Regions from separate parts of the Mus musculus genome. Here all the other regions are linked to region 4. The links are chromatin contacts, called in public Hi-C maps. All regions are on one chromosome and are shown on one strand. The core of a region is the stretch at or near the end of the contact, and the rest is flanking DNA. Distances in the headings are between cores, read along the strand shown.

Evidence for each region. Hi-C and Micro-C count contacts between places; a contact is called where the count stands out from the background.
Region 1: a Hi-C map of the N1E-115 cell line shows a contact between it and region 4, with 5 times the contacts expected there. The contact joins two enhancer-like sites. A contact is called at or near these places in 4 of 484 Hi-C or Micro-C datasets (the N1E-115 cell line, cortical neurons and muscle stem cells).
Region 2: a Hi-C map of bone marrow-derived macrophages shows a contact between it and region 4, with 11 read pairs. The contact joins two enhancer-like sites. A contact is called at or near these places in 3 of 484 Hi-C or Micro-C datasets (the 63-12 cell line, B cells and bone marrow-derived macrophages) and 4 of 115 datasets of contacts at active chromatin or transcription factors (acute myeloid leukemia, embryonic basal ganglia, extraembryonic endoderm stem cells and 1 more).
Region 3: a contact with region 4 is called in a Hi-C map of the N1E-115 cell line, with 6 times the contacts expected there. The contact joins two enhancer-like sites. A contact is called at or near these places in 31 of 484 Hi-C or Micro-C datasets (the AML12 cell line, the AtT-20 cell line, the C2C12 cell line and 20 more), 9 of 115 datasets of contacts at active chromatin or transcription factors (SST interneurons, VIP interneurons, embryonic basal ganglia and 6 more) and 2 of 9 other capture datasets (adipose tissue and pancreatic islet).
Region 5: a contact with region 4 is called in a Hi-C map of muscle stem cells, with 3 times the contacts expected there. The contact joins two enhancer-like sites. A contact is called at or near these places in 3 of 484 Hi-C or Micro-C datasets (cortical neurons and muscle stem cells).

Annotation. Positions count from the first base shown.
Region 1 is chr1:79,557,822-79,563,322 of GRCm38.p6, forward strand. No RefSeq gene overlaps it. Among named protein-coding and RNA genes, the nearest start is that of Gm24160, 47 kb to the left of the region's middle. Within about 2 kb of position 3,575, at least 36 of the 459 cell types and tissues checked have an H3K27ac peak or open chromatin away from gene starts, as enhancers often do. A contact at or near this core is called in the N1E-115 cell line, where this site is marked.
Region 2 is chr1:79,700,767-79,706,296 of GRCm38.p6, forward strand. It overlaps Wdfy1 (WD repeat and FYVE domain containing 1), which reads right to left. Exons shown (of 12, transcript NM_001111279.1): 11 at 5,478-5,530; 12 at 1,496-4,804. The coding sequence ends at 4,745. Among named protein-coding and RNA genes, the nearest start is that of Ap1s3, 32 kb to the left of the region's middle. Within about 2 kb of position 2,940, at least 32 of the 459 cell types and tissues checked have an H3K27ac peak or open chromatin away from gene starts, as enhancers often do. A contact at or near this core is called in bone marrow-derived macrophages, where this site is marked.
Region 3 is chr1:79,420,796-79,426,311 of GRCm38.p6, forward strand. No RefSeq gene overlaps it. Among named protein-coding and RNA genes, the nearest start is that of Scg2, 16 kb to the right of the region's middle. Within about 2 kb of position 4,081, at least 3 of the 459 cell types and tissues checked have an H3K27ac peak or open chromatin away from gene starts, as enhancers often do. A contact at or near this core is called in the N1E-115 cell line, where this site is marked.
Region 4 is chr1:78,723,073-78,728,003 of GRCm38.p6, forward strand. The region is part of intron 2 of Gm38631 (a long non-coding RNA gene); the gene reads left to right. Gm33693 (a long non-coding RNA gene) reads right to left here. Exons shown (of 5, transcript XR_865566.2): 4 at 3,849-3,896; 5 at 3,587-3,731. Among named protein-coding and RNA genes, the nearest start is that of Gm38631, 5.6 kb to the left of the region's middle. Within about 2 kb of position 2,224, at least 102 of the 459 cell types and tissues checked have an H3K27ac peak or open chromatin away from gene starts, as enhancers often do. A contact at or near this core is called in the N1E-115 cell line, bone marrow-derived macrophages and muscle stem cells, where this site is marked.
Region 5 is chr1:79,333,874-79,339,081 of GRCm38.p6, forward strand. No RefSeq gene overlaps it. Among named protein-coding and RNA genes, the nearest start is that of Scg2, 100 kb to the right of the region's middle. Within about 2 kb of position 1,783, at least 8 of the 459 cell types and tissues checked have an H3K27ac peak or open chromatin away from gene starts, as enhancers often do. A contact at or near this core is called in muscle stem cells, where this site is marked.

The sequences.
Region 1 (5,501 bases), core at 2,325-4,824, 840 kb after region 4:
CACAGTCTTCTGTTTCTGTATGAAGTGGCATTATTTTATCCACATACGGTTTCAGGCTGCAAAATAAATTTCTATGAAGAACAAATAGTTCTTAAAGGACCTAAAATATTTCAGACACATTCAGACATTTTTCTGAACACTGTGACAAACACAGACTCTATGACTGTGCATAAAAAACCCTGTGTCATCACTGATTCAATTTTTCTTCACAACCTTAAGTTCTCTTCTAAAGGAGAGGAATACAATTTTTAATCTATTTCTTATTCTGGGATTTTGTTGTAAGTTAAACACCACTGCCTTTTGGGACTATTTCTAGACTGTAAGTATAAGCTGAAATGATTGGAGAATACCAACATGAGGTAATAATAGCATTGTATCAAATAGAACGAATATGTTTGCTCTAAGTCTCAATGGAGTCTGTTGGTGTTCATTATAAACTCACAGACCTAACATTTTGTCACTGCCTATCTGAGATATAGCATGGCTTGATATAGGCTTAGATTTTTCAAAATCTACTTTAATTGGGGTTCTTAAATGCTTCAATCTCCCTTTTAGCCCACCAACCAGAGGTAGCAGAAAAAGAATGTTAATAGAAAAAGGGAGTTGTGGAGCTATTTAGTAGTTCTTTGTGCGATTCCAATCTTTGTTGTCAGTATATCAGCAGTCCAGTCCAATAGCAAAACAAACCTGAATCAGTAGCAGTGGCTTGATCTAGCAAAAACCACAAGGCTCCAAAGAATTGGCAGTCAGTGGAAGCATCAAGAATCAGTCAGTATATATGAGAAGTTCTTAGGTGCATTTCTCTCCATGAAGTGAAGACCAGCTAAGACCAGAGAAGTTGCAAGGCATTGCAATGCAAGAGCATCCGTCAAGGACTAGAAAGATGGGTCAGTGGTTAAGAACACTGACTGTTCTTCCAGACAATCTGGGTTTAACCCCAAGGACCCACATGACAGCTGACAATTATCTATAATTCCAGTTCCAGGAGATATGATGCCCTCACACAGACATATATTCAGGCAAAACACCAATACGTATGAAATAAAAATAAATTATTAAAATAAAGAGTGCTCTCTGTGGGATTATATTTATATTCTTTCTAAACATCACACGTATTCTCAAGCATTTGTTTCAGCAAAACATCCTCTCACAAGACAGCTTCCAGAAAAACATCACGTGACACAACTGAGTTTCCAAAGAAACCAGAAGTTTCAACTCATCTTGATAAGATTTTCCAACATTTTTCCCACTCAGGTTCCCAGATGCTAACATCAGGTCAATCACCTGCTGTAGGTGCCAATCCCACAGTAATATAAGACCCTGGAAACTTTTTAGGATGTCCTATGTTCCAAATAAAATTGCAAAGTAAAAATTATCATTCCTGCAGCTGAAAGATGCTCAGGCGCTCCAGTTATTGACTCATGCATTTAAGTGAGATGGTTTGCCACAGGAACTGATTTTTCATTGACTGTATGAGCCCAAAGAAGATTGGGGTCTTGTAATTACGGAGAGAAGGCACAGTCAGTCGCATTGATACTGTTCCACAAGCCCTTTTCATCTATTTCTTGTGAATCATATGAACTACAGAGAGATCTCACACCCACTTTCTCATTAAGGACTGGGTAATGCATTTAACTTTCAGTTATGACTCACTTTGAAGAACACTGTGAGCTGACCTCTGGGACTTACAACAAATAAACTAGATTCTTATCAATATCAGAATCACTAAGGAAAAGTGAAGAGATTGCTTTGAGTCATCACAAGAGGAAAAACCATTCATTTTGCAAAGGCAAGAAATTATTCACAGCATGTCACAAGAATTCATTACCAAGGATATAGCACAGCATCCACCTAGACCAGAAGAGACACTCCCTTTGATGGAGAAGATTCTGGGAGCAATTCAGAAAGAGCAAATATAGACTCTTTCAGTGCCTTCACTGTGTCCCCTAATATCTGATACTAGCATTAGGTGACCTTCTGTACCCACACTATTTAAGGCACAGTTAAATACAAGCTTCAGTGGAAGCAATCCTTGGGACTGGGTTGGGGCAGGGTAGCAATCCACTTCCTTTATTGATAGGATATGCCCTGACCCCTATACTTTTATCTTCTTTACTTCTAGCATATTCTAAAATGGACTTGCTAAACATCACTGTTTGTTACAGTGCTGTCAAAAAGAAGCTACGTTGACAGACTATGCTTAAGACCAAGTGTGCAATTCCACCTTCCCCTGCTATATGCTTCTGATTGTTGTTAGCTGAGGATTTGAAATCCTCACTAAATAAAGCTGCCTGTGTTCCGTAAGAGACACTATGGGAGGTTTCCTTCAAACTGATCTTGTGTTGACCTCTAGGATAAGCCAAGGTGGACAGTGTCTTGAACTTAAGGCTCTATGTTTTCTCTGAGCTTAGTTCTTACAAGTCCAATTCACTCTGGCTAAGAATACATTGTTCGTTACAGGAAAGCACCATTAAAAATATACTCCAATTTAGAGTTGGCTTCTTTTTTTTTTATTTTTAAATATATCTGCATTGGCAATCAGCTGAGCATATGAGGAGGAGTGGTCAGAGTTCACCCTCAGATGCCTTTTGTTATTGGTCTCCACCTTAGTTTTTGAGCTACACTTGGTTTTTGAGCTTACATCTGGGCCACACTGTCTGGTCACTGAGCATCCAGGATGCATCTGTCTCTGTCCATCCTCTGTGGACAAGTGGGTTTATAGGTGCATACTACCTCACCAACTTTCATGTGGGTGCTAAGGTTCCAAACTCAGATAGGTCCTCAAGACTACACAGCAGGCTTTCTTTACTCAGTGAGCTTTCTCTTCTTCCCCCAGAACTGGCTTCTTTCAAAGTCCCCAGTTACATAAACTTATTTCCTGTTCTCTCAACCCAATTTCCTCCTAAGTTTTTTTTTTTTTCTCCAAATAGAAGACATGATTTTGAGATAGGGTAATTAAGTTTGCCCATAGACATCAAGATAATGCCTTTTATACATTCTGGTTACACAGTGAATCCGAGCTTTCTACTTCAACATCTGTTCTTTGTTTTCAGTTCAACTGCCGTGTTCCTTTAGGAATGGTTCTATCAGCCCTGCTCTGCAACTAATCTGGCGGGCACTGGGACATCAGGATACAAGAAAGGAGAAAAGTAGCACTGAAATCGCAAGCTGAATCTCCCAAGTGGGTGGGGTAACTGGCAGATAGCTAATGGAAAGGAAGCGTCGAAAGGGAACAAAATTGAAAGGAAACTTTGATAGTCACCTCAGATTTACTAGTTTCCCACAGAGAGGGCCTTCTGATTGGTTCCAAGAAAGTTAATATGTGTCATCCTGGAGACTGATGGAGAATATGCTTGGAAGAATGGAAACTAAAAGAGACTTGAACCCTGTGGGTAGTACTTAATGGCAGTCACAATGCTGCCCATCGAAGGCAATACATATCTGAAAAAACAATGGAAGTGACATTAAGTGCCTCCCTGCCTCCTTACAAAAGAAGGCCAAGCTCTTCAAGGAAGTTTATCTTGAAACCTTTTGCCTCGATCCGAATGAACAAGGAAGAATTATGAGTCAGAAACGGAAGGAAATGAGTCACAGGTTGGTGTGCTTGCCTGTTTGAACTCTGGCTTCACATCCAGCCAACCTGACTTAGAGTTTGTTTGAAACTGAGAAGCAAAGACAGTGAACATATGGCAACATTAAGATTGCTGTTTTCCCACATGCAATGCATTTCTGAATCCTATAGCTTTTGATTCAATCTAACAACGATCCTCACTCTCAGAACTCATGAAGTTCTAATGGGCTTCTGGATTTTTCTGATAAACATGTCTGTATTAAGCATGAAATTTACTAGACTGACAGGAACCATCTAACCCCAATGAGATAATTTATGATTTTCTCCCTAAGGAGCACATAAATCAATATGTTCAGAAGAAGCCAAATTAGCCATTTAAATTAGTAATCACAGTAACTATGCAACAGGCGACATCACAAAATGTGCTTCCTTAGGGTGTAGAAAATGTTTAATGATTTTAGTCAATAAAATATAAAATAGTCATTCAGAAAGAAGATAGTCTTAAATTCTCTTACATTCTGTTCTTCTATATTTATTTAAACAATAGAATTTGCGATGGATAAGCATCTGTTTCAAAGCAAAGGAAGACCTGGTTTATTTTCTGCTTCTGTAAAATAGAGCAGAAAGCCTGAGGTAGGGCAACTTATAAAGGGAATTTTTTTATTACAATGTTGGCAGCTTGGTAGGCCAAAACTGAGAGGCCATCTCTGGTAGACAGCTTGTTGGTAGGTATTCTTGGAATGGTCCTCAGAATAAAAGGAGGCCATACAGTGAGTACATATGAGAGATAAAGCCAAACTCCATCTTATCACAAAGCCACTCTTGAAATGATGAAATAACTTACCTGTCTATTAATCTGTGAATGGATGAACCCATTCATGAAGGCTCTGTCCTGGTGACCTAAACCTCTTATTAAGTCCCAATGAGGTTTTAATTTTAATGTGAGTTCTGATGGAGACATTCCTACCCTATCAACCATGGAGACAGTTAGGAAAACTCTCTTGGGGGTCTTACAAACTTACTTTATCATTCTATTCTTTTATCATCCTGTCTTTCATGGCTCTTTTCATCTGTTTTCAGGACAACAAAGTAAAAGGAGTATGCCAAATTTCTTAGTCCTCATTGCATTCTTTTAAAATTAGGCCTAATGGCAGATACCTGCAGTTCCAGTACTTCAGAGGCTGAAGCAGGAGCATCTCAAGTTTGACTCCAGCCTAGCTATATAGATAGATCTCATCACAAGAAAAAACTAATTGAATTAGTTGATTGATGATAAAACTAGTCACTATCAAGCTACTTTTATTAGCTGGTCAAACAGTCTCAGAAAATGTGTTTTGCTGCCTCTGTTCATTTCTTTCATTTGTTTCCATCCAAACTCGCTGATGTCTCTCTTGCTCCTCCCAGAGTAGCTTCCACATTTGTCCAGCTGAGTCCCAAAAACATAGCTGCATTGCCCAGTTATAAGCACAACACTGGTACTTAAAGCCAGCAGCAAAGAGTCAGGCTAATAAAAAAGAAAGAGAGAGAGAGAGAGAGAGAGAGAGAGAGAGAGGAAGGAAGGAAGGAAGGAAGGAAGGAAGGAAGGAAGGAAGGAAGGAAGAAAGAAAGAAAGAAAGAAAGAAAGAAAGAAAGAAAGAAAGAAAGAAAGAAAGAAAGAAAGAAAGAAAGAAAAAGTGCCAGAGGCAGCCGGGCATGGTGGCACACACCTTTAATCCCAGCACTTGGGAGGGAGAGGCAGGCGGATTTCTGAGTTCAAGGCCAGCCTGGTCTAAAAAGTGAGTGCCAGGACAGCCAGGGCTACACAGAGAAACCCTGTCTCAAAAAACCAAAAACAAAAAAAAAAGAAAAAAAGAAAAAAAAAGAAGTGCCAGAGGCTAGCATAGAATTTACTCTGCTACATTATCTGTTAGGAATGGCCAGAATGGAGCCA
Region 2 (5,530 bases), core at 1,690-4,189, 980 kb after region 4:
GCGGGTGCTGTTCTTAACTGCAGAGCCATCTCTCCAGGCCCCATTCTTCCTCTAATCTAGTTATCAGAAATGTGAAAATATAATTTCACAATGCAAAAATGAAATAGTGCTATAAAAGTCAAGACTATGCTGTAACTGAAACACACACTGCCCTACCCACTTCCCTTGTCCCCAGATCACATACATCTCTACCTTGGTGAGTGCAGAAAATGGAGCTGTATTCCTGTTTGTGGTGTGTCGACCTCAGGTCTGGAGCACATGTGATCTCCGGGGTGGAGGCACTCTCCGTTCTCCATGTGTTCCCATGACTACTGTGGGAGAAATGGTGGTGACAGGTGGTGACAGGAGTCCCTCATCTACAATGAGACCTTCTTCCCTACTGCTAGGCAGATCTCAGGGAGTTACAGACACCCAACTCCAGCAAGAGCCAAGAAATACTGGGCCCAGTGTGCACAGCAATGAAATTCGGCCATGTATGGAAAACATTGGAAAGATAGACAATGTTAAGTTTTATGGTGCTTTCTCTGCAGGGTAGATTAGATTGTTTTATTTTTTTAAAAAGATTTATTAATTTATGTATGTGAGTACACTGTTTTTAGACACATCAGAAGAGGGCATTACCCATTACAGATGGTTGTGAACCACCATGTGGTTGCTGGGAACAGAACTCAAAACCTCTGGAAGAGCAGTTAGTGCTCTTAACTGCTGAGCCCTCTCTCTAGTTCTAGACTGTTTTAAAAGCACCATATTTCATATCACTTGGTAGAACCTAATTTTACTGTTTGCTTTTTGAGACAGATTTCATGCAGCCTAGTTTGGCCTCAAGTTGTGTAGTTGAGATCCTTCTGCCTGAATCCCCAAATGTTGGAATTACTGGTATGTGTCATCACACCCAGTTCCTATTCCATCACAAAAATATTTTGATGCTGAGAGGAAGGAGTCATATCTAGTTTTGAGAAACACACAGTAACCTGACTGGTTAGAACCACCCACATGTAACCTCACAAGGCTGAGCTGTGAGCACAGAAGAGGAGCTGGGACCAGGATGTCTCTTCTCTATGCAGTTCTGTGCAGTTATCCTGAGCTAACTGGTGACTCACAGAAGTTTCCTAAACTTCAGCAGAGACCACACTTACCCTCCTACTCTCCCATGCAACAGCATAACATGCTAGCACTGTAAGACAGGGCACACAGAGAAGGTGCCTGCTCTTAAGTCAGACACATGGACAGAGACAGACAGACTCCTCATTTGCAACAGCATGACCTGCTAGCACTGTAAGACAGGGCCCATGGAGAAGGTGCCTGCTCTTAAGTCAGACCAGACAGACTCTTCATTCTGTCATCTGTAAAATGCAAATGGAAAATGAACTTGAAGGGTGATGCTAGAATTCAACAAGATAATGTAGGTAACTTGCCCAGCACACAGGATGACACGTAAGTGTGACAAACATAGACGTGTCCCGAGCTCTATCCAGAGCAAACAAAATTACACAAATTAAGGAACAAGCAAGGGGTATTTTATTGTTATATGTGTATTCTCAAAACTAAAACTAAAAATAAAATAAAAAAGCCCACAAAAATGGAACCCACAAGTAGAAAGAACAAAAATTTGCAGCGTCTCTCGGATACACAAGGCATCCTACTCTATGGAAACACAGTTGTACAAGGACACATTGACTTACTTAATGTCACCTTTTGCTTCCCAAGTCAAAAAACAAAAAAAGGCTACAGAGTAAAATACTTTACATTGTTCTCTGATAGAAATTTGTTGCACGATTAAACTTCAACTTATTCAAAGAGTTATTGTGTAGTAAACTGCAGAAAATAGATGAGGCATTCAATAATCTGCTCACAATTAACAATTAAGCAACAGACACTTGCAGAAGTCAGCATATATTACTTATTTGTTAAGCCTCCCATGTAGAATGAGCAGATCACTGTCATTAACAGTAACTTGATGCTTGTCATTTAGGAGATATTAGAAAGTACTTTTAATGAAACCCTGATTTTCAAAAATATCTTCTTGGGTCTGAGCTGCTACTCTATTTATCAATTTTGACAAGTTTAATAAATATAGATGTTAACAAACTGAATCACTGGTGCGGGAGAACAAAGCATAGTCTACAGCAACAGTGTCTATTGCTGCCCACTAGGCAGCAAGTTAAAACTGGGACATAGTAAACAATTACAGTCTAGTGAATAAGAAGTGGTTTCTACCAACATACAGGCCTATTGCTATCACTAGGACCAACTAATAAAGGACCAGTAAAGAACACATTGAGAATAAAGACTCGGCATCACTTTATTACATACTAGATCTAAGTTCAAGACTCTTGTCTAACACCCTCTACTTCTTGATCCTTGTCTGTACAAATTAGCTTGAGAATTCTGGGATGGAAAGGACATAGTTGTTACTTGAGGAACTCTCTTAAGTGATGTGTTTAGCAACAGAATCCAAATAAGGCAAAAAGCCTGAGCCTTATTGTCCCTTCAGTCAGTAAACTTGAGAATATAATCTTCACCCTCTATAAAAAATATGGCCCCCTTTGCTACCTGACACATAGGGGAGCCTGGCAAGCACGTTTTTGAAAGGAGATGTGACCACAGGCTCAAGTGAGGAGCGAAGTGCATTCAGCCTGCATTCCCTCCTAAGGTCCCTCCCTCTAATTCTTCTTTAAATATAATTTTTCCTCCTTGATTTCTAATAGCCTCTTAAAAGGCTCAAACCAACCACTACATGCTCTCTATGAGGCACGGGGTTTTCTATCAGGAGGCTTTAAAAAGGAGAGGGAATATTCAGTTTGATCTACCACAGATATCCAAAAGTCACATTTTACAGATGCTTTTAAGAAAATAAACCCACGCCTGGCTCAGCACTATTCCACAGGGCAATGACTCCGCCATGGTCTGTTTCCCTTGCGTGGGCAGAACCACAGGCTGAGCTAAACCAAGCAGCGAGGAGAGCATTCTACATTGTGGTTTCACGACGTCACCCACTCTCTTGTCCAAAGCACTGGAGCAATCCACATCTTGTATAGTGTAAGGGGAATCCAATGAAAAACCAGCAGTTAAAAGTGACGCTACATAAAACATAAAGGGGGCAAAACATCCTTTGGTCTTATTTCTCAAGTCAAGAGCTCTCTGTAAATACAGAGCCCATTATGCCTGGCTGCCTTTCCTTTCCTCATTGTTTGTGTTTTATCCATTGTGACCCCATAGCTTTTCTGCCTGTTTTTTTTTTTTTTTTTTTTTTTGTTTTTTGTTTTTTTGAGACAGGGTTTCTCTGTGTAGCCCTGGCTGTCCTGGAACTCAGTTTGTAGACCAGGCTGGCCTCGAACTCATAAAACTGCCTGCCTCTGCCTCCCGAGTGCTGGGATTAAAGGCGTGCGCCACCTCCTTGTTAGCCATGTTGGTAAAGTGATAAAGCCTTAGTCCTCTCTGGCAGAATGGCCTTGATCTTGATGTAACCCAACACAGTGCTACAGTGAGATTTTAAATCCATACCCATTAGCAAGAGTCACACGGATGCTGTAGGTAGTCATTATTCATCCGTTAAAGCAGTAGGCCTTTCCTACCGGCAAGCAGCAGGCTCCCACGGTTCTACTGGAATAGTTCATGTGCTACTTTCTGTTTACACAAACACACACAAACATCTCTTGGTAATCTGGCCAAAAATTGGACAACACATTTCATACAACAGCTTTTCTAAATGCTATGTAAGTGATTTGCAGGTTAGGGATTACTGTACAAGACCTGACTGATAATTTTAGCAATGGGCCACCAATTTCTTTCTATGACACATGACTAACACTGGTCACAGCTACAACATAATACAGAAGCGCCAGAGTACTTCTGAGGGGCATAACTTGCTACCATATAACAAGGGCTTGGTCTTGGGACTACAAACAAATGTATCAGTTAGCAAGACTGGGCTGTTCCATGGAGTAGGCTGCTGGCACGCATCACCACCATGGTGGTAGCTGAGTTTGCCATGGGTCATGACTAGCTACAAAGAAAAAAAATGTCAGGAGGCTTGTACATCAGCACCATAAAAGAAAGCTTTGTCCACAGGGCAGGTTTGGGAGAAGGAGATGAATGTGCTCTGTCTTGTTATATGACAGCTGTAAAGGTTCACCCAGGGGACACTGGCTGGGACAGAAACAACTAGAGTGAGCCAAACCCAAGAGCAGATTAGGACACCACCTGACAGAACAGGTACCTTGATGAGGTTTATCAGTAACTCGGTGTAGAGGACATTTGTATGGCAAGCATAGGTTTCTCACATCTGGCCACCTCCCCTGAAGAAAGACAGAAAGCTCTCCCCCAGCCCCTGGTTGTGTATCTGAGTACTCTCAGGGGCCTCAAGGACCCTCTCGGGAGACTCCATGTGTGCTCATGGGTTTGCATTTAAGAAGTTCTAAGCACTAACCTTTTTCATTTAAAAATTTTTCCTTCTAAACCCTTCATTGTTCCCTCCTTACCCACTGGTTCAATGTTCATGAGGCAGTTTTGCTGAGGAAATTCTACTCCTTAGGAGTCCGTTGTGGACAGACCTTTTAGACAATTTCCACAAATACCCCCAAACACACCTTTATATAGATTTTTTTCTTTTAAAAAATATTGATTTGTTTTTTTAGGCGTCTAATGTCCATTTACACGACAGTGGCTGTTGAGCTACATGAAGGGTCTCCATTCATGGAGGATGCTATGCATCACGTGTAGCAGACATCACCCAGCTCTGGGATCAGTGTGGAGAAAATCCAGTTGCCAGGCTGCAGCCCACCACAGGAGTCATATCCCATATCTACAAGGAAGGCACATGGAGAAGAAACACTTATCATGGGGTCTAATTTCAACAGTTAGTACTGACAGCTTTGTCTTTTTTGGCTAGAGAACCTCCTTAGGACTCATATACAAATAAAGCAACGTAGTTAACTAATTACATTGAAAAAAAACCCTCCGAAACAACAAGGACAACAAACCACTTCCAGGTAGCATTTTGAATCCTGAAAATAATGTTTTACTATACTGTATAAAAATAGAAACTATTTGTTTTACAATGTAACTAAGTATAAAAGATTTACTTTCAATTTCTGTTTGTGATCTAAGAATTTAACTTAAAAAATATGATTATTCTTCACAAATAGGATAGGATGTAAAGGAACATTAGCCAAGAAGACAGGAAAGGTTATAGACTAACAAAGACTCAAGACAGATGGGACGGGAAACCCTCAGGCCAACTCAGAATCCACAGGTTCCAAGAGACACCTAGCCCTCACTATCATGACCACCCACCCACCCACAGCGAGTCCCCATCAGGGTTAGGAAATCACAAATACCTGCTCTGTCATTCAGGGCTTTGAACAGGCAATTACTGATTATACCAAGCAAAGGCAATGGCACTAGAAATGCCTTGAAGCCCGCTCATAGCCTGAGGACAGCTCTATCTCAGCTGAGATGCTAACAGGCCAGCTTACCTTCACAACACGATCTGTCCCACAGGTCACCATCAGTCCCCTTGCAATGTCCA
Region 3 (5,516 bases), core at 2,831-5,330, 700 kb after region 4:
AGTCCTGTTAAGAACGAACATTTAAATTATGAGACATACAGCATTATCCCTTACTAATTCATATGTGCTATAAATGTGTAAATTCATACTTGAGCATGATAAACAACAATTGAGAAATGGAGCTTATAGTCAGAAATTGCTGTATATTTTATGAAGTAAGGACATATCTGTAGACACTTCCACTACCTACTTAGTGTCTGTAAAATACCAGGTGCTCAATCCTCTTATCAATCATCAAGTGCATGCATAAAGGATTACATGAAAGAACAGAATGAGAAGAGAATGGGGGCTTTGAGGTACACCTGTAACATTTCTTTATATAGAAGTTATGATTCACTCATAATAAAATGATGTTAAGTCTAGGTGAGAGGTTTTATTATGTTTCTGTAATATTAAATGATTTTAAACTAGATATCTGAACATATACATTTATCAAAACTCTCTTACATAGCAGTAAAACAACCACCACCAATTCTTTCTCATCAATATGAGAGCCTTTTTAGAGAATTCATTATAATTCTTCAGGAAAAAAAAAAGTGCCCAGTATACAACTCAAGGAACTGGTCTGAATTTTACATATTGTATAATAGGACTTGCACAGTTGAGCTGCTGTCCTGGTTACCCCAGGAGTAACCTCTTGCTTTAAAATTGCATTGTGACTTCATTTGATAAATTTTAAATGAATTTCTAGGAGTTGTAATCATGAGGGGATCAGGTATGCTTCTAAACAAAGTTAATTTAACTCTTCTGCTCTTTCTGTAATTGTATTTGCTTTATTTCATTTCCTTATATGGGGAAACAACAAAAATACACTACTATCTACACACTCTGTGTGCACACATGGACACACACACACACATGTATGCAAAGATAATCTGAGAGGCCAGAAGTCAGTGTCAGATATCTTCCTTAATCAATCTCCACCCTATTTTTTGAAATAAGGTAGAGCCTCTCACTGAATCTGGAGACCACTGATTGGCTAGACTGGCTGGCCATTGAGCTCCATTGGTCAGCTTGTCTCTGCTTCTCCAACACTAGAATTATGATGTGCACCCCCATACCTGGCTTTTACTTAGGCACTGGACATCCAAACTCTCATGCTTGTTCAGGCCTTTTATTAACTGAGCCACCTCCCCATCCTTTATAACCTATTTCTAAATCTGAATGTTCAGGAGTCTCAAAGGAAGTTCTGTTCTTTCTTGTAGTAGGCATGCTAGTGGGAAAAAAATTTGTTAAATGTCTTGAGGGAGAGACACATAGAGAGGCCTCAATGAAGGCCTCCTGAGAGAAATGGCATGACCTGTACCTCAAAGTAGAATTGCTTGCCAGAAAGAAATTTAACAGAGTGAAGAGGGTGGTAATTAATGAAGGATTCTTTTTCAGACAAAGAAGTAGTATGCATAAAGTCTCAAATAGAGTAAGAAATCAGCATAAATGTGGAAACTTCTGGGTAAAAATATCTACTGTGGTCCAAAGATATATTTTGCAGAGTGGCAGGAGATTTCTTTGAAAAGAGATTGCTGTGTGACTATGAAGCACCTTCCAAGACAAGCTCATGATTCTAGTGTCTACCAGACTGGAAGAAACTATGGCAAACTCTTAAGCCCCTGGTGACAGACTCAGATCAGGTACAATATAAGGAGATCATTTTTGAGGGTAGATTCAAATCGATGCCAAGGTGAACACTAAAAATCTGCTAAATCAAGAGACAATAAGACTTCCCTAATCTACCAAAATGCTGTATGGTTAGAGAATGGTTGTATTAAAGGCTTACTTAGGACACAGAACATTTCAAAATATGGATTCTGGTTTTAAGAGCAAATTTTTGTTCCAGGTTGTTAAGATGCCCATGGTTACCTACCCATCTATAGTAATGGCTCTCATCCTATGGGTCTTGATCCCTTTGGGGGTCAAGTATAAATACTTAAATCATAATCCATAGCAAAATTACAGTTATGTAGGAGCAGCAAAATAATTTTATGGTTGGAGATGACCACAAAATGAGGAACTGTATTAAAGGGTCGCAGCGTTAGGAAAGTAAAACCCACCCGTCTATAGCTAGAACCTTTAATATGACTCCATAGCTCCTTCCATAAAATAAGGAGCCTCTTTTCCCATCTAGCTGTTCTCATGCCTTATTTGGCAAAGAGGATGATGTAGATAGGACAGTCACTTCCAAATCTAGACCCCCATCTACTAAGGGAGGCTAATGTGCTCCACTCTATTACCCTCTGGAAATCCACTAAGACAACAGTGAGGTAAAATGGAACAAATGGATTTAAATGCCCAGGACTCTGGAGAGAGCATCAGAAGTATCAAAATATTGGAACCGAACTAACTGATCATCTATGAAAATATCTAGATCATTGATAATAAACTGGCATACTTAATTTGTGAAGTTGATTTCCTCTTGAAGACAACATAGTATTAACAGACATTGCTTGAAGTTGAAATCCAGCCAAATTGCCTTAGAAATGTGGCAATTTGGTGTAAGTAAAAAGTTCTGCTATGTAACTGAATCTTCTGTTACATACATGAAGACATGGCCTTTGGGAATGGTTTCCATAATGTTAGCACTCCCTTTTGATAGAGTTACTGGTCACCTTGGGAGATTTGCAGATCCTAGTTTTGTGATGGTCAGTTTTGCCACTAGAGTTCTCCTACTTGATGTTAACGGGAGAAACGTTCTGAACACATTAAAAGCCTATTACTGGCTTACTTAACCAATAAGTTTAGCCCGTAATTTAGCCATTACTAGTCAAGTGTTCTTAGTTCTGAGATCATTTCTGGTTGAAAGACTTGTTGTGAAGTTTTTTAAATTGTCAGAGAGCAAATGGCCAGCTACTGGCCTGAGTCACTCAATAAATTATAAAAACTACTGTAGCAAAGAAACCCCAGTAACCAAACATTCCCTGACAGCAACACTTTGTCTTTATTTACACATATACTTCACATTAACCTAGCCTTTAACTTCTGAAGCTTCCTACTCAGCCCGAGCCTCCACCAGTTGGCAGTGTGTTGAGCTTCTGGGTCTTAAAATGTCAGATAGAAAGTCTTGGCCTAACATAGCATCACAATTGAAGCTAACAAAAACCACAGCCTCTGTTTTCCTGCCAACACTGGGACTTGTGAAGGGTCAGCTTCTCAGCATCTCCTGATTGGGTGTATGTTGTTTGATACTTATGCCTTTGAAAGGAAAGACTTTGTACCTAGACTGTCAAAGGGGCTGGACAGGGAACTAGACCACTGCTTAAACCTTTCCAATTTAACCTTGTGAAGAGAAAAACCACACTGTTCTCTTCACATGGATCTAAAATCTCTGTGATCATGACAGAAGCCAGATGTTTACAAAAGCCCTTCTCAGCTTATTTAAATGTACTGTCTAATTGTCATACATCATTGAAAACTTCAAGAAAACATTAAACAGATTGACCACCAGAGCAACAGCCCCAAATCTATACTTCTCTTGGCAAATCTTCTATGTGCAGCTCCACCCATAGACTAACTCTCAGCGTCTCAGGAGTAGGAAACAGGATCAGGCATCATGCACATGAAACACTGTGGCGAGACTCACTGATGGCATTCAGAACTGGGCTTTGCATCCCAGAATCTAAAGTGATTTTCTCTTTGAACCATAGTTACCTGGGGTATAAGCCCTATGCATCAAGGTATACCAATTAATTCTTCTTTGCAGATAAAATGAGACGGCAAGGTGCCCAAAGATATGTGTACAGCATTGTCATGGTACCAAGGGCAACCCACAGTGTTATAGGGGTGATGCATATGCACAAGACAGGAAATGAATAACACCTTTGTTCTGGTTTCTTTTTATATTAATGTTCCTTCACTTTTCTCATTTCTAGGAGAATTATTTGTTCTTAGTGATCTGAGGAAGTTGCTCATCAAAAGCAAGAACAGACTAGAGACAGAGAGCGTGTTTAACTTGCAGTGTGTATGATTAGATAAATCAATTCCATTAACTCTATAGCAGAAACTGTACTTCCTGCTACCCAGTGACCTATGCAAGATCTCCTGACTCACCATTTGTTCCTTTTACAAGTAATAGATGTGATTACAAGGCCAGGATGTGGGTGCAGACACATGACTGTGCTCAGCATCTCCACTCCTTCTCTCTCATGGCCTCCTCCAGTACTCTGAAAGGAAGTTCAAAGATGCTGTTCCTAGATAAATGATGAAATATTGCCTCTGTCCTTGTTCTCACTTAAAACAAAAGTTGTATCTTTGGAGGGAAAGGCAGTCTCTATAACCAAAAATGCCAGCACCTTGGGAAGGGTGTCCTTGCCCTGTTTGCTATTTAGGGCAGCCTGTTATCAGAGATCCAAACTGTTCCCTTCACAGGAAAGATAAATATAAATTCAGTGCAATCCTCCTGGTGAGGAATCAATGCCACAGTCTAAAATGACACAGATTATTTCATGGACTAAGTATTCTTAGCTCATAAAGACTAGTACTAATGTGGGAAAGTCCTGGAAATATAGATATGCAGATATAACAAAGAAAAATTACGGAATATATATGGTTATTGTAACCAGGGCATAAGCCTACCTCTTTGGATTCATTACCTGTTATTGCTAGACAAAAAAGCTGAAGGTGAGTATTAAAGGGTAATTGGATGCCAATAGGAGCCATAAGATGGTCCCACGGGCTGCAATTCTTCTTTTAATCAGAAGATTGCTATGCCCAAAACTTTTTATTTATTTCTCAATTTCATACAAGCAAATTTCAATGTCTGGAGGAAAATAGAGTTTCAGGGGCCATCTCTGCTTCCTTTACCCAAAACATTTCACTCTAAAACTCTGCTCTTCACACACAGCCTAACCTCATCACCTACATCAAGTATCTCAGACTCAATGCCTACCTAACCACAGTTGACATTCTGGCAAGACTCCAGAGACTTCCACGTAGGTCAGTAGCAGAACACTCCTCTGGCATGTACAAGACCCTGTGTTCAATCCAGAGCACCAAAAAGAAAAATAAAAGATTTTTATTTTTAAAAACATTACAAGATCCCCAATTGTTCATCTGAACACTAAAGTATAGGAAGCACAGGGCAAGGTCATGGGTAAGCCCCTGGAAGCCAGATGAGACCGATTATCCACAAACCTTCCCTCCTCTTTGTTAGTACCTATAGAAATCACAGCCAGCCTCCATTCTGACACCACACCATAGATAGTAGTTCATTCTGGTTCTGGAACTTTTTACATCCCTCCAGCATTCTTAAAGAGGATAGGGAAATATGGCACAAGAGATAGAGGGCAGAGACTACCCACTGCCTGCACAGTGTGGAGAATGGATTACACAGTTTTGTCTTTTCTTATTTGATGTGGTATGTTTGATCTGTTCATCTCCGCTATCTGTCTTCAGATGCAGAGACAGAGAGCAGGAAAGCCAAAGCTTCTCCACGATTACCCCTAAATCGCTCATTGTTCATGCTACCCTTTCCACTTACGTATAGCTTTATTCTATAGCTTTTCCAAATGCACACATTGATAAGT
Region 4 (4,931 bases), core at 974-3,473:
TGGGCCTCTCTTTCCACTGATGGCTGGCTAGGCCATCTTCTGATACATATGCAGCTAGAGACATGAGCTCTGGGGGGTACTGGTTAGTTCATAATGTTGTTCCACCTATAGGGTTGCAGTTCCCTTTAGCTCCTTGGGTACTTTCTCTAGCTCCTCCATTGGGGGCCCTGTGATCCATTCAATAGCTGACTGTGAGCATCCACTTCTGTGTTTGCTAGGCCCCGGCATAGTCTCACAAGAGACAGATATATCAGGGTCCTTTCAGCAAAATCTTGCTAGTGTATGCAATGGTGTCTGCGTTTGGAGGCTGATTATGGGATGGATCCCCGGATATGGTAGTCTCTAGATGGTCCATCCTTTTGTCTCAGCTCCAAACTTTGTCTCTGTAACTCCTTCCATGGGTGTTTTGTTCCCAATTCTAAGAAGGGGCAAAGTGCCCACACTTTGGTCTTCGTTCTTCTTGAGTTTCTTGTGCTTTGTATCTTGTATCTTGGGTATTCTAAGTTTCTGGGCTAATATCCACTTATCAGTGAGTACATATCATGTGAGTTCTTCTGTGATTGGGTTACCTCACTCAGGATGATGCCCTCCAGGTCCATCCATTTGCCTAGGAATTTCATAAATTCATTCTTTTTAATAGCTGAGTAGTACTCCATTGTGTAAATGTACCACATTTTCTGTATCCATGAAGACGAAATCTTAACACTCTATGCTCTACTTCATTTCTTCTATAGATACTGCAAAAGCAGGCAGTTTCCAAAATCTTGACTAACACGATTCCTTCCCATAAGTAAGACATGGGGGTCATTTCAAGAGGTTTGTCTCATGACAACACGCCACATCATTTGGTCTTCAGCCTTTTCCCAGCCTCTTTTGATGGCTGTTGTCAAGACAGGCTAAGCTGAGGTGGCTCAGCTACGTCCTGGATCCTTTCCCCTCAGTACTCTGTGTTGTCACATACAGCTAGCTAGGCGGAGCCAAAGGTATTTCGTATGCCTGTGAAGTTGAATTTAGACGCCTCTCCCGCCTCACCTGCCGCCCTGTGTCACAGACCTGACCCTTCAATCTGCTTCAACATCTTGCCTTCTAAAGGAACCGCCTTTCACCTCTGCCCTCTAAACAAGGACCCGCTGCTGGTCTTGATACAGAATGACTGAAACAACTCTCTCCTAAGAGTTTATACCTAGCACCTGGCTTCTGATTTTGGAATGAAAGATATATGTTAGGACGTCCCAAGCTGGCGCATCAGGCTTGATTTTGGAGGGCCGCCAGCCTCCCCCACATTGCTCCTGGAGTCTTGCCCCACGCCCCCCGCAGGGTTTCCGAATTTAGGGGTAGCTGGGAGGATGGAGTCCTGCTTGTTGGGCCAGGAGGAAATTCATTTTCCATGTGAGTGAAAATCAGTAACTTAAAACAGTTCTAGCCAAGGGACGTTTGGAAACCGAGGCCTGGCCAGAGGATGAGGTGGGGTGCTTTTTGGGGTTGGGGAAGAGACTTCAATAAGCAGGTATTTCTCAAGCGCATGCGTGAAAGCAGGAAATCTTCTTCGTAGTTGTAATTCCATAGGTGTCCACTGGATGGCGGAGGAACCCCGCTCATGGCGTCTCAGCGCAGCACAGCCTCGGGTCTGGAAGAAGCTGGATTGGTTTGATGAAGCCTTTACAGTCTTCACAAGATAGCTGGCGTTTAGAGCATTCTGCATGAATATACAATGAAAAGTCGAAGTCCTAACAAACTAAATGAAATGTGTAGGAAACCCCAAGGACTCTTTCTGGCTTGTACAAGAGATCAGTGACAGATAGGGTGTTGAAAACGGGGTGTGCGTGTTAACTCCTGTACAAAGGCAGTTTTCAGGTCTAACTCGTGGTTTAATTGTTCATCACACTGGACGTTTTCTATGATGTGCACTAAGCTGTGTGTAGTGACAACGGTAATAAAATCATCCCCTGTCTTTGAAGAGCTTGCATCCATCCTACAGGGACTCTGATCACAGCTTAGATAAGATAAATAACCTGTGTGTCAGATGGCAACAAATATCATGGGGGCATCAGGTGGGAGTGGAGGGATGTTCCTTTCAATCCATGGTCCCAGAAGACCTCCTGGGAAAGATGACATTTCATTAAGACCTGACGGTTTGATGAGCAAGCCCTGAAAACCTTAGGGGAGAGACTTCCTGTGAGGGTACAGTAATGTAGCAACCCTGAGAAGGGACCAAGGAGGCCAGGCTGGCTGCCGGGCAGAGTGGGGCTAGAGAGCAGGATATGAGTCAGAGAGAGGCTGGGGCGAAAAGGAGGATTTTTCAAAATGATTTTTTTCTTAGTATATATTAATTGTACATTATGACAGGTTTCACCATGCCAGTCTCTACTTATACATAATATTTTTGTCTATATTTACAGTTCCCTTCAACTCCTGATAATAATAATTTTCATCTTCTTAATTACTTCCTGCTTTTACTTTCATACTTACATTGACTTAATTTCAGGTGTTTGCAGTTATTTATTACAGTGTCTGCCCCACTGAAGAATGCATTTTTTTTTTTTTTTTTGAGAGAAGCAGGACTTTAAAGCAGAAGGATGAAATCAAACCTTGTAGGAGAGAGGGTTATGGCCAGCACCCTACCAAAACAGCCCTCAGCCATGTTAGCACTCTACCAAAACAGTAACGAGCCAGCACCCAGCCAGGCCAGCACACAGCCAGACTAGCACCCAGCCAGACCAGCACCCAGCCAGTCCAGCATACAGCCAGACCAGCACCCATCCAGGTTAGCACACACTCAGACTAGCACCCAGCCAAGGCCAACACCCAGCCAGGCCAGCACCCAGCCAGACTAGCACTCAGTCAGGCTTTCTTAGCCTTTTTGCAGCCCATGCTTGGGATTGTTTGCTGTTCAGGGGACAAAAGGCATACCAGCTTCCTGCCTGGCCTCCTTCCATCCACTAGGTGCTAGTGGCACTGCTGAGCTGGGCTTTGAAGGTTGGTACAATATTGATGGGAAATAGCGAGAGTTGGGGAGAATCAGCCGGGAAACGAGCTGGCATTTGACAGATGCCTCTGTGTGGAGACCAATGTCCCTTTTTGGCATCACGGAAACCGTTTTTATCATTTCCTTTGGCCTAGGTGCAGTTTCCATGACTTTTGCCTTACAGCAGATGGAGGGTTGGAGCCGGAGACTAAGCTATTTTTTTTTTTTTTTATTTTTTAGGGAGTTTTAAGCAGGACAATACGTGTTATACAACTTAAAAAAAAAAAAAAGAAAACAAGATTAGAAAAGAAAAACTTCTCCCTTGCCCCCCTCACCTCTCCCACCTACTGGCCCCTGGCATCTTCCCAAGATGAGAAATGAGAAACTTGTATTTCTCCTGGCTTCCAGATGAGAGACCAGATTATTTTTCTACCACTGGAATATAAAATTAATTTATTGCCTCGGTTAAATTTGATTAAAAAAAAAAACCTCAGCTTCTCTTACACACACACACACACACACACACACACACACACACACACACGCAGACACACATACACACACACGATTGTGATTTTTTTTTAAAAACAGCTACTCCACAGACCTAGCATCAGGTTTCAGGGAGCATTCACTGTAGTGTTTATTTGCAGTAATTCTTTTCCTGGATACTTCCCAGTTATTTCCAGAGGACAAACTCACGCTGTGTGTATAAGGATCTCGACAACAACAACCAACTCCATGGCTGGAAGGGATCTAATGTATTCATCTTTGGGAGGGAAGAGGTTCAGAGGCTGTTTGAGAAACTGATAAGGCTTTCTCAGGGGGTGCTGTGAGGCAGCGGGACAGGGAGACCCTTGGGTAAGCAGAAGGTCTGGCTACCCACCTTTCTTTCTCTGCTTGGCTCTGTGCTACATCAGCTTCCTGGTAAGTGCTGTAAGGAGAAACATCAAACAACAGATAGAGCCTCAGATGCAGAACCCGTGACTCTGAGCCCGAGAATGGCTTGTTCCCAGGGTCTCCGAAGCTTCTTGTCTGTCACCATCATCAGAGATGCTTATGCAGTGAGATGATCCCTTCCTCCAGCCCTTAGCTTCCGGGTCAGCCCATGTCTGATAAGCCCAGCACACATACCACTGGTGAGATTTCCCCCACGAATCTGACTAGCCCTGGATAGCATATTGACAGAAATGATTCCACACATTTTAATAGAAATGAAGGCGTTTCCGAGCTAAGATAAGGAAGACGCCTGCTGATTTTTGAATAGGGTGTCTCCATTTGTGTTTCTCAGACAGGGCCTTCCTCTACAGCTGGACTCAAATTTACTGCAGTTCTCTTGCTTTGGGCTTCTGAGGGTAGGGATTGCAGATGTGACCTATTGTGCTCAGTTATGCATTTAATTGGTGTGTGTGTGTGTGTGTGTGTGTATGCATGTGGAGGCCAGAGAACAGCTGTAGGTGTTGTTCCTCAGGAACCATCCATATCTTGAGATAAAATCTGTCATTGTCTTGGCTCTTTCCAAGTAGACTAGGACAGCTGGTGAGCCCCAGGGACCCACCTTTCTTTGCCTCCACAGTGCTGAGATTACAGGCACAAGCCATGCCATCGTGTCTAGTAAGCTCTCTCTCTCTCTCTCTCTCTCTCTCTCTCTCTCTCGATGCTAGGAATGGAACACAGTTCTTTTCCTCCCACAAGGAAGGCACCCTACCAACTGAATTATCTCCCTAGTGTTTGTTTACTTTAAAAAAATATTTTTTATGTAAATGAAGATGTTAAGATCCAAGAAGATACATAAGTGAGAACATGATTTTTTTTTAACATTTTGAGACTTCTCTTGTGCACACAGTGATCCGTTCCTTATTCTTTTTAGTATTCTGCTTTGGTTTGGCAATGGGCACTGTCATCAGACATTATTTGTGTGGTCCACAATGCCCTGGCACTCTGGTGCTGAGGTCAGAGTCAAAAGGCG
Region 5 (5,208 bases), core at 533-3,032, 610 kb after region 4:
GGGGCTCACATTTTCTTGGCTATGCTGCAAACAAGCCAGCCTCTTCAGTCCTCCTCTCTCCATTCCTCTCAAAGCTGGGCTTATATAGGCTTGCATGATTTCCAACTTGTGTGGGTGCCAGTATCCAAACCTTGGTCCTATTGGTTGTGCCACAAGAACTTCTAAATTCAGAGCTAGCTCTCCACCCTCAACAAATTCTTCAAGATGGGCATAGGAAACATAACCTTCAAAGATTTAGAAAATGTCAGGTGCTTTCAAATTAAATTGTATCTAAAACACAAAAATGGCCGTGGCAGCCTGCAAAAATGGGAAAATAAATCTTTGACATTTTAAAAGAAATTAGAACTGATATTAATCTTACCTGTCTCTGGGTTGTCTATCCTGTACCAGGAAGGTAGATTATAGTCTTTTCTTTTTTTAGTCTTCAAATCAGATCTATATGGAGCAGTAAGTAGAGAAATAATAGAAGTTTATTAGAGATGATGTAGATAAATGAAAGGTGCAAACAGCCATAATTTGAAATATTAAAATTAATAATTTAATTATTAATTAAATTAGTTTGAAATATTAAAATGTGATAAGAGGATCAGATTATGGAATCCTTCATTTTGAACTTAGATAACTTAGAGAAGTTATTTGCCCAATTTGCTCAGCTAACAGTTGACTAATTTTCTGCCTCTCAACAGATTGTACTATGCTTGCCTTGGGGCCTGCTCACAATTACATACGTCATGCTCACCCAGTTCTTATGACTCATTTTAACAAGTGTGAAAACTGTTAAATAAATTCTTGAATTTTTCTTTTTACTGTTTAAGGATTTTTTTTATTATAGCAAGAATTCTATAATACAAATTATGTTTCTTTGCTCAATCATAAGTTCTGCTTCTTAGAACAGAGCTGACTCCCCAAGCTATTCCACAGTAAAGAATTACAACGTTAAAGAAAGGAATGCTTGAATATTCTAGCAGAGTGAAAGATCACAAGGTAATGGACCGATTGGATCTTTTGATTTAAATCTAGCTCACCTTCTCCCGGGGTTTCTAAAAAGTAGGGTTTGGTTCCCTGGAAAATGGTAAAAGGACTCGGCTCCTAAAAGCATCTGCAGAGCTCTTTCCTCTCCCTGGAGTTCTGACTGCTTCAGAATGGATGCAAAGGCTATGAATTCAGACAGGCACCAAATAACCTTCTGTTAGAATCATTTGAGTTGTTGGTTCTATAAGGACAACATCTTGAAGAGATTCTGGGAAAATCACCTTATTCATCAGCCATCCAGTCCTGGCATTCCCAAAGTTTCAGCCCTTTATTCCCTCACCCTGTGTTACCCAGAAAATAGATGATATAAACTGGAAATAGAAGAGGGAAAAAGAATTGAGAAAGTGAGGAAGGGGGTGGGGGAATAAAGGATATACATCACTTGCCAGGAACTTGAGTGTGTATAAAGATGAAAATTGTCAGGAAAAAAAATAGATACTCGTGCAATTCAAGGAGGCAAGAACATTCTAAAATGAGAATCAGTGTCTTTACTGGGGCATGATGCATGATGTTTATGGAGTGTGCCTAGTCGTCTGTCATTATCTTTTAAAAGAGGTCATCGAGGTCTGGATATTTTAGTTAGTCATGCTTACTTGATAGCTCTTCCTCCTAGCTCATATTTTGGAGTGGCTGGAGCCATGGCCTCTATGGAATGATGCCCATTGGTTGTTTTCCTAATATCTCTCTGATTCCCAGAGCAGTGTCACCCCTCCCCAACCTGCTGTCCCTAAAAGCAGCTGTTCACCCTGGCTCTCATCTGCCTGGACTGTGCAGAGTTGAGCTGTCATATTTCTCCCCGATGATGTACCGAGATGAGAAGCAATGGTAGTGTGGCTTAAAATAACCACTACCATAGAGAGAAATTAAAATATCAGGATTTGGGGAGGAAACACATTCTGTGGGAGACAAAGAAAATGAGAGGGCTGTGAAGTGTTGCTACAATTAAAATGTTAATTCTAAATCTGTTTTAGCTGCAGAATTCCTCTTTTAATTTTTTTTCCTGTGTGATCATATGGTTCGTGTTCTGAACGTGTTAGCTTAGGCAACCAGCTTAAAATATGCTCTGATTAGTTCTGAATTATTCAGCGCTAATCAGGTACTCCTTCAAGTCATCTCTTCTGTGTTGCGGGTCTCCAAAGTCACAAAATGCTTCTGAATAAAATAATCCCAAAGTGAAAACGTGAACTTGACTCTATCTTCAGTTTATCAAACAAGAAGTGTGCTTCACGTGTGAAGACCTGAAAATGGCAGTCTAGAAAGACAAAGGAACAATTTTATAAAGACAGATGCAATCTATCTCAGGGTAGAATTCTGTCTGTTTAAAATGGTAGCTTATAAGCTACAGTGCTTGAAGACAGTGTTGCTGCTGATGGGATATGGGAGCAATACCATGTTTCAGGAAGGTCAGAGCACAGTAGGTCTCCAATGTAGTATGATAGCCCTGCCTTGGGAGAATGGTCTGGAAAGAGACTCTAGGGGATACCTGGGATGTTTGTTGTCACTGGAGTAGATTGTCACTGGAGGAGATTCCTAGTGTAGAAAAAATATGATGCCATGAAATATATGATTTAAGAATGGGAAGACCCTGACCTTATCTTTATGATTCATGTGGTTTGCAGGTTTGAGTAACTGAACATCAGTTTTCTTATATCCCACTTTCGAAATGGAGCACACGCCAGCATTTATTATGAAAAAAAAAAATGTTGATAATGATTCTGGGTGATAATGATTCTTATTACCTTTAGGATAAGCAATAAGTACATAGGGAAATAGTTTGTACTCACATGGGTCTCACATTCACCTTTTAAATTAGCTTTCAGGGTGAGCTCATCCAGAGAAAAAGGATTCTTTTACTGTGAACCAATAGGAATAGCATTTCCAATTTCTAACTCAAAAAAACCCTTGTACCATTAGGAGACAGAAGTGACACTGGTGACTAAAGGATGAGAGAAGGATGTTGAGGAAGAGTGAGGAGAAATACTGAGTCACCGAACACAGACCTGAAGACAAGCCTGAGCTCCACAACTTTGCTCTGTTCCTGAGCTGAGGAAAACATCAATGAACTGGGCCAGACTGTGCTGATGCAGCTTGTGACTGACACCAATTGTCTTCAAAATGTTCATGCTCTTAATAAGATTCTGAGTTGTGAGGATGCCCGAGAGCTGAGTGTGTATTCCCGGGAATGTGTCTTCCAGGCTTCTAAACACATAGATTATATTTTACTTTAATTTTCTTTCAGATGTGTCTATGCACGTTATCCAGTAAAATGTGTTAAAATAGAATCTAAATTTCATGAACCAAAATAATTCTCCACTGAAGTTGTATCATTTCTAACTTGTTCTAAATGAATGTTTTTTCTTGCTTCAGTCTTTATATTCCCTAGTTGTTTGTTTATAGTTGAAATCCTATTCACATTGGACTTTTTTTTTATTATGCTAGCAAAGGGCAGTATGTTCTAGTAATGAACCCCCCCCATGGAGTAGTTTTTTAAAAACAAACAAACAAAATGGCAAAATATTTTATTTCTTCCATTTATAGGTTTCTGTTCCATAGATGTTGCTGTGTGTGCAGCCTGTTTTCTGTCCTTGCCTGTCTACTCTTGTTTTAAGCCTAAAGTCACATAATTTTGAAAAGGCAAATAACAGCTTCATCCTGATCTACTTCATGTACTAGGAAAACCTCACCATTTAAGGCATATTTTCTTAGTCACTATTTCATTTCTGTGAAGAGCCACTATGACTAATGCAACTTTTATAGAAGAAAACATTTAATTGGAGGATTGGAGGCTTGTTTACAGTTTCAGGGAGTTGGTCAGTTATCATCATGGTTACATACAGGCAGGTACTGGAACAGCAGCTGAGAGCTACATCTTTATTTGTAGGCAGAGAGAGAGAGAGAGAGAGAGAGAGAGAGAGAGAGAGAGAGAGAGAGAGAGAGATAGATTCTGGGCTAGGCATGGGCTTTTTCAATCTCAAAGCCCACCCGCAGTACCATACTTTCTTTAAGAAAGCCATACCTCTTAGTATTTTGAAATAGTTCCACTTACTGGTGACCAAGCATTCAAATCAGAATATGGGTCCAATCTCATTCATACCATCACATTCCACTCTCTGACCCCCATAGATTTGTAACCATATCATACTGCAAAATACATTTAGTTCAACTTCAAATGTCCAAATAGTATATCACAGCCTCAATTCTATTTAAAAGTTCAAAGTTTCTTCTGAGACTCAGGCAATCTCTTAACTGTAACTTCCAGTAAAATCAAAATAAAAAACACGCATGACATACTTCCAACATACAATGGAGCAGAATATACAATACCATTCCAAAAGAGAGGAAGACAAACTCCAAATTCTGCTTCTCTGTGTCTGATGTCAACGGGCTTGTCTAAGTGTTACTGCTATGAAGAGACACCATGACCAAGGCAACTCTTATAAGGATAACATTTAATTTGGGCTGGCTTACAGGTTCAGAGGTTCAGTCCATTATCATCAAAGCAGAGCATGGAAGTATCCAGGCAGGCATGGTATAGGAAGAGTTGAGAATTCTACATCTTGTTCTGAAGGCAAATAGGAGAAGATGACTTCCAGGGAGCTAGGATGAGGATCTTAAAGCACATACCCACAATGACACACTTCCTCCAACAAAGCAACACCTATTCCAACATGACCACACCTCTTAATAGTGGCACTCCCAGGGCCAAGCATATTCAAACCATCACAGGACTTTTCAGATATCCAGCTCCTTTCAGGTTTATTGACTACAACACACTTCAATCTCTTGGGCTGGTTCTACACCATAATGCATCCTTCCTCCATATGTATCCCATGACTCTGACATTTCCAAAACCTTGGGTTTTCAATGAAACTCAGTATTCACTTTCATAGGTATCTTTGGGCCTGCAGTCAGGGACATCCTTGCTATAAAACTGACCTGAGCAGCTCTCCTCGGTAAAGAAGGGAGATTCCACAACCGCCTCCCCATTTTTGCATTCTTTACTCTAAAGCCAGAACCACATGGAAAAAGCTGCCATGTTGCTGGGACTTGTCCCCCTTGTTTAGTTGCTTGTGCACCAGCTTCCTTGTGTTGATAGTCTCCTTCACTGCTTAAGCTTTTCTTTAATTCCTTTTCACAAATTGGAAGCTTAGCTGAGTGAGGTTTTGTTAAATCACC